2 separate regions of the Sus scrofa genome follow, and region 2 is linked to region 1. The links are chromatin contacts, called in public Hi-C maps. All regions are on one chromosome and are shown on one strand. Each heading gives the region's core, a stretch centred on a gene start, on an enhancer-like site or on the middle of the called end of the contact. The rest is flanking DNA. Distances are from core to core; before and after follow the strand shown. Region 1 holds the start of TTLL6 (tubulin polyglutamylase TTLL6). Region 2 has its middle 20 kb from the start of ATP5G1.

The links. A called contact is a pair of places that touch in the nucleus more often than the background predicts.
Region 2: a contact with region 1 is called in a Hi-C map of retroperitoneal adipose tissue, with 2.5 times the contacts expected there. The contact joins the enhancer-like site here to the promoter of TTLL6 in region 1. A contact is called at or near these places in 3 of 5 promoter capture datasets (fetal liver, fetal skeletal muscle and liver), 35 of 47 Hi-C or Micro-C datasets (adipose tissue, alveolar macrophages, blood and 18 more) and 2 of 2 datasets of contacts at active chromatin or transcription factors (alveolar macrophages and skeletal muscle).

What each region holds. Positions count from the first base shown.
Region 1 is chr12:25,031,163-25,035,594 of Sscrofa11.1, reverse strand. TTLL6 (tubulin polyglutamylase TTLL6) reads left to right here and starts at 2,086. Exons shown (of 15, transcript XM_013980116.2): 1 at 2,086-2,179. The coding sequence starts at 2,086.
Region 2 is chr12:25,088,252-25,092,495 of Sscrofa11.1, reverse strand. No RefSeq gene overlaps it. Among named protein-coding and RNA genes, the nearest start is that of ATP5G1, 20 kb to the left of the region's middle. Within about 2 kb of position 2,610, at least 15 of the 83 cell types and tissues checked have an H3K27ac peak or open chromatin away from gene starts, as enhancers often do. A contact at or near this core is called in adipose tissue, alveolar macrophages, omental adipose tissue and 2 more, where this site is marked.

The DNA.
Region 1 (4,432 bases), core at 837-3,336:
CCTGGGTTGAGAGGAAAAAGGTTCCTCTACCAGTTCGTATCTGAAAGGTAACAAAGTTTCTATGCCTTTGGGAGCACTCAGTAGTAACTCCCCCCATAGCTAGGGATTAAGGTTTGTACATCAGTTTAATAAGGGGGGTGGTGAGGGCTGCAAAGGATGGAAGGCTCTGATGAGACTTGTTCACACAATTTTTTTTTTGGAATGTCCATGCATCCAAGGATGGTGCCTCCCTGACTGGAGATCTCCCTGTAAAGTCGGGGGTGGTGGGGAGGGTGGAGGCTTGCAGGACTGTGACTGCTGATTCTTGTTACCTCTGCTTTATTTGGATAAGGGACGTTCTGATAAGATTTCTTTCTGCATCTGCCGTAGCTCAAATGTTTTCACTTTAAAGTAAAAAACGGAGTTCCCGTCGTGGCGCAGTGGTTAACGAATCCGACTAGGAACCATGAGGTTGCAGGTTCGATCCCTGGCCTTGCTCAGTGGGTTAAGGATCCGGCGTTGCTGTGAGCTGTGGTGTAGGTTGCAGACGCGGCTCGGATCCCGTGTTGCTGTGGCTCTGGCGTAGGCCGGCAGCTACAGCTCCGATTAGACCCCTAGCCTGGGAACCTCCATATGCCGCGGGAGCGGCTCAAGAAATGGCAAAACAGAAAAAAAAAAAAAAAAGTAAAAAACCTCACAGAACACTGTAAACCAACTATAATGGAAAAATTAAAAAAGTAGAAAAAATAGAAATAAAAAATAAACAAAATAGAAAAAAAAAGTTAAAAACTACCCTAAATGGTTTTTTTTGGGGGGGGGGGTCCCTTCCCCTGTCATTTTCTTAATATCCAAACAGAGCATGGCATGAGGTCCTAAGCATATTCACTGGACACAATATTGCCAATGAATTTTCTAAAAGCTTACATGCTCTAAGAAACATTCCTGGACTAACGCCAACAAGCTTCACATCGGAGATGTGGATTTTGCCTCTTTGCTTAGTCCTTCCAACTACAGTCCTTCTCTTTCTGAGAAGGCCCTGTTTCTGCTCCTTATATGTCTCCCCTCAGCTGGAAAAGAGCTATCTATCCTCTGTTGAGAGTAATGGTACAAGTCTTACATAAATCTTGGAACTAACAATCTTTTTTTCACCCACATTTTAGTGTCATCAAGTTAAGCACCTGGAAAGCTTTCGAGAATGAAGAGGGATGGACATAGGCAACCAGAATCCTTGGCTCAATCCATAAGGGAGTGTCTCAAAATCACTTCAAATCGACCCTGTGTTCGATCTTTCACCAATCCTGAATTAACCCAGGCAGAAACAGCTCTACTGGCTTTCAGGCCTTTGCAGGCAGGGCTCTGGGCTTAGACAGGTGGAAACAGAATGAAACCGTAATTGTCTGAAGCCAGTCAGACTCCTATTCTCCACCTGTTTGAGGACAGACAAGGTGTGAGAAGTCAAGACCCCGGAGCCCTAGGTGGCGCTCTCTTATTGGCCAGTGCAGTGGAGGGGCCAGGATCCCCCACACTCTGTGAAGATGTCACCTGAGCAGTTTATCATAGGTTTGTGATACCCACTCTACTGCTAAAGAAGCTAGCTGTCCGAGGTTTATGCAGACAACCTGAGATCTCTCCGCTTGGCGCCTCCTGCTACGGGTTTTGGATATTTACCCTCCGCAGAGAGAGGAAGAGCAGGGAGCTTTTTGAGCTCAGCGTGGCATAAGCCGCAGGAGCTCCGGAGCCAGACCTTCGGATCCGCGACGGCCCAGATGTCCCGCCGCGCCTGCGCACGGCCGCCCGACGGTGCGGGCCGGGATGGACGCGGACCCGGGGCGGGGCGGGGCGAGGCGGGCCGAGGAGGGCGGGGACCTGCTGAAAGCGAGCAGCAGTCGGATCTCGTGCGCCAGGCGGTGCGGCGTCCACCGCGTCTCCCGGGACGACCTCGGGCGCTTCCCTCTCCCAGCGGTTAATTGGATTCGGGAGGGGGGAGTGTCAGTCTACCGCAGGGGCCAATCGAAGGTCTGGAAAGCCCTATATGCAAATAAGAGGGCCGGGCGGACCCCAAGTTAGGAGGGGCGCGGGTTGGGGTTAGAGGTTGTTTGGCAGCCAATGGGAGGGTGTCTCCTTAATCCTTCGAGGAGGGGACCCGCAAGTGTGGTTGCCAGCGGTACGGGCGGCAGAGCAGGGGCGAGAGGAATCGCTGGTAAGAGCGCCCCAGAGCCCGGTGCCAGTCCCAGACTGCGGCCCCCTAGTGCCTCCCCATTGAAAACCAGGTTCTACATGCCCCCCGTGTCCCCCACGGTGACCAGTTCCCCAGGTTTACCCCCTCTGCCTTCCCTGGTGTTCTAGGACAAAAGCCACCCGCACTGCCCTTGTTCCCCCTCGGCTCTGTAGCCCATCTTTTCTCAGCAGGTCTTGGTGTCTCTCACCTTCTTACCCGCCTCGTACTCAATTTACTGCTGAAATACCCTCGCTCCCTATTCTCATCCTCAAGACCCCAACGCCAGGACCTTTCTCACACACAGTCCCTTCTTTTCCCAACTCCTTACACCGTTCTGTCCTGGCTTTTCTCCCGAACCTGGGTCGCCCGTAGAGTGCACCCTCACTTCCTGGCCTTCCTCAGTTTCCCGTACCCGGTGTCTCCAGGGAGCTGTCCCTTAGGTACCAGAGATCCCTGGGAATCACACGACTCTCTCGGCCTCCTCCTCCCCTATCGTGGGATCCTTCTCTTGATCACCTTTCTTCCCGGTCTGGAGACGCCTTACAGAAAGACACTTCTGCTTTTCTTGGCAGCACAGCCCTCTGCAAATAACCTACCCCCAGCCTCTTTTTCTTTCACTTCCAGGTGTTATTTCTCACCTTCCTAAAGGAAAGCTCTTCTAGGCCTGAGGAAAGTTCTTTGGGGTTTGAACTCTAGGCAAAATGTAACTTACACGTGGGGATGAGGTGGGAAGGGAGCTGGTATTTATTAAGCACTGGTATGTGCCAGGCCCTTAGATAAGTTATTTACTGTGTGCATCAATGCCACCGTCGTATTTTCATTTTACAGTCTTTTGAACCAAACACTGCTATAGGAGCATTGGAAATAGTAACTCATTTAATCTTTCAAACTGCTCCATGAGATGAATATTATTATCTTCAAAGATGCAAAGCTGAAAGCAAGATCCAGAGGTCTTACCTCCACATCTTTCTTGCCCCCCCCCATCCACTTTGACCTTTTCCAAGAGCTAATCAGTGTGGGAAGCCTTCACAGGATGCAGGGGAATGAGGGTCAAAAGATGAAAAGGGAAAAGGAGTGCAGGAGAACCTATTATTTGGGGGGAAAGAAGGACGTCACAGGTAGGAGAACTCTTCAGGGCCCTATGAATTCCTACAGGCTGAAAAAGAAGTCTAGGCTGAGGAGGTCAGGGTGAAAAAACTTGGCTAAAACGTGAAACGCTTAACCAAATGACTCTTTCCTCCTGCTTACAGCCTTGTAAAGGAAAGCACTAATTATTTCCCACCCTTCGGCAACACTTCTAGGGCCAAGAAGAGTGGTCAACATGTATAGTCCTTCAGAAGTGGAAATGAGTCCCTTCAGATAACCTGCAGTGTGTTCCTTTGCATGGAGCCATCCCAGTGCTCGTTCCCTCCCCCTGGTGGCCAATAAAGGTCATTTTCGTGCCGTCCAACCAGGATTTGGTGGGCAGCCTCTCTCTGACTTGGAAGATCCCAAGATCAAATCCTGTACCAAAATGGAAGGAAATCTCAGGGTGTTTTCACTTCCTCCTTGGGAAGGTGAACTGAATGTATCTTGTGTCATTAAGAAAAACTGAAGATGGGAGGAGTTCCCGTCGAGGCGCAGTGGTTAACGAATCCGACTAGGAACCATGAGGTTGCGGATTCGGTCCCTGCCCTTGCTCAGTGGGTTAGGGATCTGGTGTTGCTGTGAGCTGTGGTGTAGGTTGCAGATGAGGCTCGGATCCCACGTTGCTGTGGCTCTGGTGTAGGCTGGTGGCTACAGCTCCGATTCGACCCCTAGCCTGGGAACCTTCATATGCCACGGCAGCCGCCCAAGAAATAGCAAAAAGACAAAAAAAAAAAAAAAGAAAAGAAAAACTGAAGATGGTATTTGCTATGTTTGCACAGCATAGCACTCTTTTTTGAACTCCGCAAAGCCCTTGGTCCACATGGCCTGCCCGCTAACCTGGCATATTGGAAAGCTATGTGGAAGGGCAGGAAGCCAGGGCTTTGGTTTTGGCTCTGCTGATTTGCTCCCTGGCTTTGAGTTGCTAACTGAGATGGGGGATTTCAAAACCTCTAAAAAGCAAACAGATTGAACTAGACACTCTCCAAGGGCCCTCCCAACTGTAATATTCAGGAATGCCATTAGAAAAGTGTTCTCATTACACTCCAAATAAGAGCCCTGATACAGTGTGAAAAGAAGGGAAGGAAACCGTGAAAATAAACACAAAAT
Region 2 (4,244 bases), core at 1,361-3,860, 56 kb before region 1:
AATGGGAAGCCTAAGCCCAAGAGAGACGAAGTAATTTGCCTAAGGTTGCCGCCAGGCCATCTGGTTCCAGAGTCTGGGCTATTTCCCACCAGCCTGCTGACTCTGCTGGGGCACAAGGTATGGCGCTGGGACAGTGACAGGCTTGGATCCCGTGTAGCTGTGTCTATGGTGCAGGACGGCAGTTGCAGCTCCAATTTGACCCCTAGCCTGGGAACTTCCATATGCAGTGAGTTGGGCCCTAAAAAGAAAAATATGGGGCACAAGGTATGGGGCTGGGACAGTGACAGGCTCAGTGGGTAGAGAACGTGAGGGAAGCATGGCCGGATGGTCTGTGGGTGTGAGGAAGATGGGACAGGAAGGAGAACCCAGCCACAGGAGATGCTCCCAGTGTTTTTTCTTTTTTCTTTTTGGTTGAACCTGTGGCATGCAGAAGTTCCTGGGCCAGGGGTCGAACCTGTGCCATAGCAGTAACCAGAGCAGTGACAACACTGGATCCTTCGCCAGCTGAGCTACCAGGGAACTCCCCAGTGTTCTTCTCCGCTGCTTCCTCAGGAGGAAGTCAATGCTGGGTTCCTGTCAAGACTACTGAGAACATAATGCCTCTCCAAATCTCTTTTCCTTAAGGTGCTTTTTTTTTTTTTTTTTCCCCCCAGTCTTTTTAGGCCACATCTGTGGCATATGGAAGTTCTCAGGCTAGGGGTTGAATCAGATCTGCACCTGCCCACTTATGCTACAGCCAGAGCCACAGCCACAGCAACGTGGGATTTGAGCCACGTCTGCCACCTACACCGTAGCTCACGACAACGGCAGATCCTTAACCCACTGAGTGAGACCAGGGGTCGAACCCATGTCCTCATGGATACTAGTCAGTTTCACTACCGCTGAGCCACTACAGGAACTCCAAGGCATTTTGTTGAAGTGGTTTTTGATGACCAAATACGGCTGCTTTGCAAATAGGGGTTTCTTTTCCCCTGTGACCAAGGCCACTGGTCTGTGAGAGCTTTCCTGAATGGCTAACACAGTCCTCCAGGTAGAGTCAGGAACCACTTTGTTGAGAAGGATATTAGCAAGACAGGGCTGTACAGGGAGAAAGACTGGTGTAGACATGATCAGAGATTGAATTAGGCCACAGGAAGGAAAGCTTCCATGGCTCTGGTCCCTAATGTGAATCTATTCAGGGTCTTTGGGACCATTGCTGGGTTGCCTGACACAAGAGGAAATAACACAGACAGGTGTGCAGAGGTGGAAGGTTCCTATTTGGACAAAGAAAAACTGTAGGGAGATGCAGAGCATTAATGTATATATATTTTTCTTTTTAGGGCCCAACTCACGGCATATGGAAGTTCCCAGGCTAGGGGGTCAAATTGGAGCTGCAGCTGCCGGCCTGCACCATAGACATAGCTACACGGGATCCAAGCCTTGTCTGCAACCTATGCCAAAGCTCACAACAATGCTGCTCTTTAACCCACTGAGCAGGGCCAGGGATCAGAACTGCACCCTCATGAACACTAGTTGGGTTTGTTACCATTGAGCAGAGCATTCATAATTTTTTTTTTTTTTTTTTTTTGTCTTTTTAGGGTTGCACCCGAGGCCCATGGAGGTTCCCAGGCTAGGGGTCGAATTGGAGCTACAGCTGTGACCTACGCCAGAGCCACAGCAATGCCAGATCCAAGCCGCGTCTGCAACCTGCACTTTGGCTCATGGCAACGCCGGATCCTTAACTCACTGAGTGAGGCCAGGGATCGAACCCGCAACCTCGTGGTTCCGAGTCGGATTCATTTCCGCTGCACCATGATGGGAATTCCAGAGCATTCATAATTAATCAAGCACATGGGCCCTGAAATTGGACTCCCTGAATTCCAATCCTTCTCTGTTATTCTACGATGTTGGGTAATTTACTCAACCTAAGTCTTGGTGTCCCATCTGCTGAATGGCTATATTAATGATACTTTAATCATTAACTGTTCATATAGTAATGACTAGTGGCTTCTTGTGGGAATTAAAATGACCAAGCACAAAGTGCTTAACACAATGCTTACCATACAAACATTTGATGCCCATTATTTTATTCATTTGTTTTATTCAAATTAAAAACAGATATTGTATAGCAGATGGGGGACAACAAAAACAGTTCTGTGGTTCAGGATGAATTAGACATTCAATTTTTTAAAAAATTTATTTGTGTGTCTTTTTAGGACTGAACCCACGGCATATGGAGGTTCCCAGGCTAGGGGTCAAATTGGAGCTGTAGCCACTGGCCTTACACCACAGCCACAGCAAGGCCAGATCTGAGCCTTGTCCGTGACCTACTCCACAGCTCATGACAATGCTGGATCCTTAACCCACTGAACAAGGCCAGGGATTGAACCTGCATCCTCATGGATCCTAGTCAGGTTCGGTAATCATTGAGCCACGAAGGGAACTCCCTGAATTAGACGTTTTAAAAGGGACTGAATTTTAGAATTCTATAGAAAGAATTTCCTAACAACAAAGGCCATGAATTGTAAGTTGTAAAAGTTCCTTCTCAATGTCTTTCCAAGAGTGGATTTCAACCCAGGAGCGGCCTTTTCTGGAGGCAGGGCCTGGAAATGCCCTGGTGATGGGCGGGTCTGTGTGGCTTCCTGACTCCATGACAACTGATAAACAGAGGCTCTGTTTGGCACCATCTGGGTTTACAACCAGGAGATGGAGCGCCTGCATTGCCAAGATGCCCACTTAAGCTGTTTCCTGGACCTGAGGAAATTTCTCCTGAGCCCCTACCTAAGTCTCCCTACTGATAACATTAAGAATTGCTTCTCAGAGTCCCCGTTGTGGCACAGCGGAAACAAATCCGACTTGGAACCACGAGGTTGTGGGTCCGATCTCTGGCCTCGCTCAGTGAGTTAAGGATCCGGCGTTGCCATGAGCAGTAGTGTAGGTTGCAGACGAGGCTCAGATCAGGCATGGCTGTGGCTGAGGTGCAGGCTGGCAGCTGTAGCTCCGATTGGACCCCTAGCCTGGGAACCTCCATGTGCTGCCGGTGCAGCCCTAAAAAGCACACAAAAAAAGAGTTGCTTCTCCTTGGCTGAGTGAGAGCCGAGCTGTGAAAACTCCCGGAAGGAAGAGAGGGTTAGAAAGGAAAGTAAGAGGGTTGGGTGGGGTGGCAGGGATGGGTCCCTGATAATGGGCGATGGGCCTGGATCTGGGCCTGGTGGTCACCAGGGCCTCTTTAGGAGGATTTGTCCTCACTTGAAGTGGCAGGCAAGCCTGGCTACTGACAAACAAAGCGTGTCAGCCGAGGGCATGGCAAGTGGTAAGGCAGACCTTGGCCCTGCAGTTCTTATCTTCGGGAAAGCTTCGGAGTCATTGTCACTTGCAGGGAATTTCCTGGATTGTGAACTTTATTGCAGGAGAGGACAGAATGGCTGGGTGAGAGGAAGTTGGCCTTACCCACCACACCCATCCCTCCCCCGCACCCCCCAGCAGGATTCAGTGTTACAAGGCTACACCTCAGTCCGGCGTGGCCTCCTGTGGCTGTGCAGCCCTCATGAAGTCCTCGTTCTTGGATCCCTTTTCTTTCTTCCTTTCTTCTTTTTTTTTTTTTTTTTTTTTTTTTGCTTTATAGGGCTGCACCCGTGGCATGTGGAGGTTCCCAGGCTAGGGTGTCACACAGGAGCTGCAGCTGCTGGCCTCCACCACAGCCACAGCAATGCCAGATCTGAGCCTCGTCTTTGACCTACTCCACAGCCCACGGCAATGCTGGACCCTTAACCCACTGAGCAAGGCAAGGGATCGAATCTTCATCCTCATGGATACTAGTCAGGTTCACTACTGCTGCGCCATAATGGGAACTCTGGCTCCCTCTTCTCTGAAAGAGGATGATAATAGCACTTCCCGATAGTAAATACTCAGTATGTGTTGGATTTAATGTAGCAAGTGATGACTCCCAAGGTCAGAGATTTGCACCAAGGGGCAAGAACAGAGAACAGAGTCGGTCCCAGTTCTTGGGAGCTTATTAGAGGAACAAGCCAGGCATCAATCAAAAGAAAAGCAATTGGGAGTTCCCGTTGTGGCTCAGAGGGTTAAGGATCCAGTGCTGTCCCCATGAGGATGCAGGTTCAATCCCTGGCCTCGCTCAGTGAGTTAAGCAGTTAGCATCGCTGCAAGCTGCGGTGTAGGTTGCTGATGTGGTTCCAATCCCTGTGTTCTGTGGCTGTGGTATAGCCCTCAGCTGCAGCTCTGATTTGACCCCAAGCCCAGGAACT